2 separate regions of the Mus musculus genome follow, and region 2 is linked to region 1. A link is a contact called in public Micro-C data. All regions are on one chromosome and are shown on one strand. Each heading gives the region's core, a stretch centred on a gene start, on an enhancer-like site or on the middle of the called end of the contact. The rest is flanking DNA. Distances are from core to core; before and after follow the strand shown. Region 1 holds the start of 1110002E22Rik (RIKEN cDNA 1110002E22 gene). Region 2 overlaps Mttp (microsomal triglyceride transfer protein).

Region 1 (3,215 bases), core at 383-2,882:
TGTGGGCAGGCTCAAGGGCTGCTTACTAAGGGTTTATTTCTGGTGGTGAACTGTCCCTTCCTGTCCTTCCAAGTTTTAAGGGCATAGCTAAGGGGTTGCATCTAGAGTGTGTGTGGCCCCATGACACCATGCCGGGCTCGCCCTCCCACCGTACATGCTGTTTTCCCCTTCACAGGGATAGCTGGCTCCTAATCCTGCTTCTCCATGTCTTTGGACCAGCTGGTCCCGGAGGCGGGCAGTTGGCTAAAGGCTATGAGACAGCTTAATTAGCCTGCGATGGGTATGGTCCTGTGACACCCCCCCCCCCCATACACCTCATAGACTTGTACTCAATTAACTACTTAAGGTTGGTTGGGTCCACCTCACACCCAATTTTAACCAGGGCTGCAGCATTTGATTATTGGGAAAAATGGTGAAAAGCCCTACAGAGGCACAAGCTTTTACTTAGCCTCGCTTTTTTTTTTCAGTCCATAAAGTGGAAACAATAACTACTTTTTAGTCATATGATTATGGAGGGCTTATTTCAATAACCACGTACCTTTTAGTACATTAAATAGTATGATAGGGCACCTTCTTTCAGATGCCAACTTTCACATGTCCATCCCTAGGCTTGGAAAGGTGCTAGCCACGTCCTAGGTCTTAGGCAGTGGTCCCCAGAAAAGCCTTCTTCACATAAGTGTGTGCTGAGAGCGATACACATCTTTATGGAAAGACCTTCAACTCAATATAAAGCACCACTGTCTCTTCCCTGCTGTGCCCCAGACAAACTAAGAATGTTTGTGGTTGGCCAAGGGTTTGGCATTGACTCTGAGGTTAAGTTTAACCTAATACATCTCTTCGTTTCCAGTCTAAGGTTTGCCTTCTGTGAACGGTTTCTTCTCTTGAATAGCACACTTAGTTATCTTATTATGCCAGATTTGGAGACCCAAAATATAAGCATGACCTTTAATCAGCTGGTGGGTGGTCTGGCCTTCGTTCTTCACTTCTTAAGTCATGTTAAGGTTTTACATACACTGAACTATCTCAGAAACCCTTCAAGGAAAGCTAAGAGACTTTCTCCTCAGAGAGAAATGTAACAACGCTGAGTCACTTCCTTTGTTGCTCCTGGAGTTCCCATATAAAGTTATCAACAGGGCATACCTTGCCTGTCTAACCACGCGTGCCTGCTCACCATGGGTTAATACTGGCAATATTAGTCACATCAATTGCTCAACACCTGAGGTCAGGCAGGCAACCACTGAGTTCATCTGTAAAAAAGTGATCAGAGTCATCTGTAAGAATAAAAGGCACGGTGGCTACCCACCTGTAAGAATGAAGGACACGGTAGCTACCCATGACTCCAAGCTACTCCACTAGATCTCAGACCACCCCTTTTCATGGTACCATAAACTAACCCAGAACTCTGAAAAACACCAGAAGGGAAACCGTGTGGAGTCCTTAATTGTCTTCTTTACCCTAAAGTTGGCTGCTGTTTTTCTATTTATACATTTCTTTTCTTTTAATAGTCAGCCCTACTATGGTGTTTCAGCTTATTTGATTTTAAACCACAAAGGGAATTTTTGGTTTGACTTAAAAAAAAAAAAACCTTTTGGAAATTGACTTTATATGAAGGAACCCCCACTACCACCATATCGACACTGGCATTGTTTAGCTGGAAATCCTTGAAGGAGCCACACACCTATTCTGAAGGTAAGAACCCACGTTAGAACCGAACCAGGCTGTGTCTGATTGTGGGGGAGGGGGTTGGGGGGAGGTGGGGAGCTTGGCCAGGGCTGGGTTCTCAGAGAGGGGAGACCTCAGGAGGTTTTGCGGAACTTTGGGTATTAAGAAATTATGGTGACCAGTTGTAGTCTGGGACCTTTAATCCTAGCACTGGGGGAGGCCGAGGCAGGTGGATATCTGAGTTCGAGGCCAGCCTTGAAAACACAGAAAGAAAGGAAGAAAGAAAGAAAGAAAGAAAGAAAGAAAGAAAGGAAGGAAGGAAGGAAGGAAGAGAGAGGGAGAGAGAGAGAGAGAGAGAAAGGAAGGAAGGAAGGAAGGAAGGAAGAAAGGAAGGAAGACAGGGAGAAAGCAAGCAAGAAAAGGAAAGGAAAGGAAAGGAAAGGAAGAAAGAAGAAGGGGAAGAGGGAGAGAGAGAGAGAGAGAGAGGGAGAGAGAGAGAGAGAACATTACCATATACCCTGTGTGTCAGAACTTTCAGTTTTATATTTTGCTAACCACAGGAAGAAACTCAAGAAAAAAAATCTGTTGTGTTGCGATGACAGACAGGGCCATATGACAGCGCTAGAGTGATTCTTCCTTGGACTATACAGAAACTCTCGCCTCTTGATTAGCCAGGAAGCACATGTGTCTCACACTGTCTTGGACTATCTCCAGGGCTTTCTTACTGCCCAAGGCATGGTCAGCCTCAAAGAAAAGTAAAAATGGCGAGCTCAAAAGTCTGCTTGCCTGAGAGAAGGGGACTATATTTAATCCATTTTATTAACAGAATCGTGTTCCTTAGCCCCCCAAGTCCATAAAGTGTTCTCGGGTTGAATATCTGAAATAAAAACAAACAAACAAACCTCAACCAGTTACATAGATTATTTGTGGTCATGCAGATTTGATAGTTGACGGGGTAACAACTCTGAATGGTTTTGTGGGGACCCACCTTGACTGTGGGGACCCACCTTGATTGCCTATCGTAACCGTAAAGGTCTCCAGCTGGACTGCCTAGGTTTGAATCATGCCCTACCTCTGTGTCTCAGGTTCCCCGTCTATAAAATCAGTATAGTAATTGTACTTAATTCATGTGGTTCTTACCAGAATTCAATCATTAATATGTGCGTAAATGTTAAAAATGTTCCTAGTTAGTTGTACTTACTAATTAAGAAACTAAGATTTGGAAGGTATTTCTTTTTCTTTCCCATGACCCTGAGTTATGGCTTAATAACCATTGCTTTATTCCAGATGTTTTCAGTCTCTTCTGGGCACGTTTTAGTGGCAGTAGAGAGGGCAGAGGGCTTGTCCTAGGGAGAATGGTGGGGTTGGGATGCCTACAGGGAGAGAAGGTAGACGCTGCAGTTGTCAGGGGTGACTACTTCTCACTTACGCACATGCCTACTCAGAGGAAGGAACCCTTTTCAGCGTGGGGATGGCATTCATGTCAAAAGGGGATGGTTGGCGGTGTTATTTTCCTTTCCACAAATGTGGATGTTTAAAATAGGGCTTTATCC
Region 2 (3,215 bases), core at 299-2,798, 42 kb after region 1:
TCTAAGAGCCTACGGCCATGACACAAAGACTGGTGTCAACCGGGTATTCAGGCCCTCACTTGTTTGACATCGTCAACATGATGCGCCACACTGGTTTTCATAATCATTGTCATCACAAATGATGCCAGGTAGCTCATGTCCTGCATTCCGGGTAAAAAAAGACAAGACACCTCGGTCTCCCCAGTGCAGGAAAACTGTGTTTGCAGGTAATACGAGCTCGGCTCTGTTGCATTGCAGGCGTTCTTTACTAAGCAGCTAATAACAGAGAAGGCAAATGGTGCTTACCTATAGCAAAGGGGAGAGGGCAGCAATAGCAAGAGGACCAAAGGCGTAGGGAATGAGCTCGAGGAGCCGCAAAGCTTTAACTTGTATTTTCTAGACATGCTTACAATTTACAAGCTGGGTAAAACGTCTGCTGTACAAGCAGGAGGCCTGATTCCAGTCCCCATCACTCACATAAAACCAAGGCACCCGAGTGCACAGCTGTGGTCCCAGTGCTGGGAGGCAGAGACGGGAGAATTCCTGGGACTTGCTGTCCAGCCATCATAGCTTAACTGAGCATGCTCTAGAGTCACTGAGAGACTGTCTCGAAAAATAAGCTGGAAAGCAATTGTGGAAGACTTCCAAGGTTGACCACTGGCTTCTACATGTTCTAACATAACAGTGCAAGGGCTGCTTACTGTGCTCCAACATGTACACATGCGAGTGAGCACACAAACACACACACACACAAAATGTGTGTGCTGGAACTCAGTAAGTATTTGCAGGCTGAGAAAGGTAGAGAATTACCTGAGAATGGTCTATTAACAGAATAAGCCCTTTCACCACGCTGACAGGGTCGCCGGATGCCGACAGCATTTTGGACATCAAATCACTGTATCCATTAAAAAATGTGACAGGCCTAAGCTGAACATCAAACAGGATGGCTGACATGCCAGCATAAGAGTCAAGGTTCTCCTCTCCTTCATCAGGAGTGGCTGCAATTAAGCCTTCCAGCCCTTGGGCTTCAATCACCACCTAGGGGAGAAAAGGACACACGGTTGATGGTCACAGATCCCCTGCTCCGTGGGTGATGGAGAGGTCTCTGAGCTACAGATAAACCTTTTTCAGGACCAAAACCTCAAGTAACTTCTGCAACTAGGCAAGAATGAAAACTAAACCTCTATGTCTAACATAATGGAGATGAATTTTCTCCATGTACTCTTCGCAATTACCCTTGAATGTGTGGAAGATTTTATTCATTTAGTAGACAGAAGCGAGGACAGGTGAATATTCACTTAGCTAGTATGTGGCAGAAGTGGGGCTTTGAGTCCTTGCTATGCGACTACAAAGACCGCAGGCCTCTCTTGGAGGGCATCACCGGTGGTGCTCAGTTACTTTCCCCACGCTGTCTCAAGCAATGGGCCTGCCATCTTCACGAGCATCTGACAGGAGATGGAGAGGCATGGGCACTCCACCCAGTCAGCTGTGCTCAGAGAGCACATTCACGCCTCTCCATGTCAAACTTTCATCCCTCACCACAAAAATGATGCCACACTATGAGGAAGTTCATGCCCAGATGACTAGCCCATAAGGAATTTTGCTTATTTTCCATCCTGCATAGCCAGGCTCTAACCACTGTGTGCTTGGCATTTCTGAGGGCACATGAGACAGCAGGTGGAAATGCCTTGGCATGGCAGGTATGGGATTCTGACCGTGGTGCTATCGAATGGGAAGATGAGTTCATATTGATGAGCACCCAAGTTTCCATAACAATGGATCATGTTGAGGCTTGAATAACTTCAATTAGAATGTTATAATCTGATATTCATAACACCAAAGTGATGGTATGGTTGACAGTAAAGATAAACCGTCATTTCGTTTAGGACTAAAATTCAACCAGTTCTCAACTGCTAATAATACTTGATTCTTTTCTTTCCTAGTGGTATTGGAGAAATATACGCTAATTCTTTTGTCTTTTTTGTACATTGAAATTTCTTGTCGGTGCAATCAGTCTCTGTAGAGATAAGCAAAAAAGGGCAAACACAGCATAAATGTAAATACTTGGGGATATCGAAGTGATGTAGCCCTGAATGAAAGTCTAACTAGCAGATTCTGGTACAGCTTCAATTGTGTGTGTGTGTGTGTGTGTGTGTGTGTGTGTGTGTGTGTGTGTGTGTGTGTACTACAGAATATATATCTGTACCTGTATCTGTAGCTGTATCTATCTATCTATCTATCTATCTATCTATCTACATCTACATATATATATGTATATATATATATATACCACCATTAACTTACAAACTAATTTGTACGCTATAAAATATATGCTATAATGCTGCACTCAGACAGGTTTCTTTCATTAGTAACTCTTGGGCGTGCGGTACCTGACTACCATGAAGCTCTGCCTTCCCGATGTACTGGAAGATGTTCAGGTTACTTCTCCTCAGAATGCCAGAGCCAGAGTAAAGGATGTCAAGGCTGTATGTGGACGCTGCACGGGGGCTACCTAATGACAAAAGAACCACGAACTCAGTCACAGTCCCAGCGACGAAAGGACACGGGGGCGGGAAAGCAGGGGTCCTCGGGGGTGGAACTCAGTCACAGCTCCAGCAATGTCGATGAAAGGGGGTGCAGGGGGGAGCTCCTCAGGGGTCACCTACGTTCTACGTAGCCAGTATAGGCAGAAGAGGATCCACTCTTGGAGAAACGGTCATAATTGTGAACAGCCATCTCCTTGAGAACTCGACGGATCATTTTGCTGCAACACAGAAGAGAAGGCTTTTCATTCACCATAATGTCTGTTTCCCAGATCAAATCGGGAATGCAACCAAATCCCCGGTGTTTAAAAAAAAAAAAAAGTCCTCATGCCACTGTGAGACCCAAGGACGTGCTGGCTGGGCACCAGTGGCAGGGTGAGGGCTCACCCCTTCATTCCTCAAATAGCTGACATTTATAGAGCATAAGAATGCCCAGCCAAGGGACGACTTCAGCTGACAGGTGGACACTTAGGGAGCAGAAAACTCATGTTTTTTGAATCATCATGGTTGTAATGTGAAATTGTATATAAATTTAAGAAAGCCGTGCCAAACAGGAGGCCTGCATTTTTTTCTTCTTCTTCTTTGCCTTCTAAAATCATCATTGGCACACAACACAAAAGCACTAACTTCTAGGATTGCTATTTATGTATTTTCCACCACAGAAAAAGCCCAATAGGGCCCACAAGAGAACAA

The links. Hi-C and Micro-C count contacts between places; a contact is called where the count stands out from the background.
Region 2: a contact with region 1 is called in a Micro-C map of muscle stem cells, with 6 times the contacts expected there. The contact joins the enhancer-like site here to the promoter of 1110002E22Rik in region 1. A contact is called at or near these places in 1 of 39 promoter capture datasets (the HPC-7 cell line), 1 of 15 datasets of contacts at CTCF or cohesin (the NIH/3T3 cell line), 8 of 484 Hi-C or Micro-C datasets (the HL-1 cell line, cardiomyocytes, embryonic stem cells and 3 more), 4 of 115 datasets of contacts at active chromatin or transcription factors (embryonic stem cells, heart atrium, neural progenitor cells and 1 more) and 3 of 9 other capture datasets (adipose tissue, liver and pancreatic islet).

Annotation. Positions count from the first base shown.
Region 1 is chr3:138,060,610-138,063,824 of GRCm38.p6, forward strand. It overlaps 1110002E22Rik (RIKEN cDNA 1110002E22 gene), which reads left to right and starts at 1,633. Exons shown (of 3, transcript NM_001370862.1): 1 at 1,633-1,689. All of the region lies in intron 1 of Gm5105 (predicted gene 5105), which reads right to left.
Region 2 is chr3:138,102,298-138,105,512 of GRCm38.p6, forward strand. Mttp (microsomal triglyceride transfer protein) reads right to left here. Exons shown (of 18, transcript NM_008642.3): 13 at 2,646-2,743; 14 at 2,370-2,491; 15 at 790-1,017. Among named protein-coding and RNA genes, the nearest start is that of Gm52617, 17 kb to the left of the region's middle. Within about 2 kb of position 1,549, at least 16 of the 459 cell types and tissues checked have an H3K27ac peak or open chromatin away from gene starts, as enhancers often do. A contact at or near this core is called in the HL-1 cell line, muscle stem cells and pancreatic cancer cells, where this site is marked.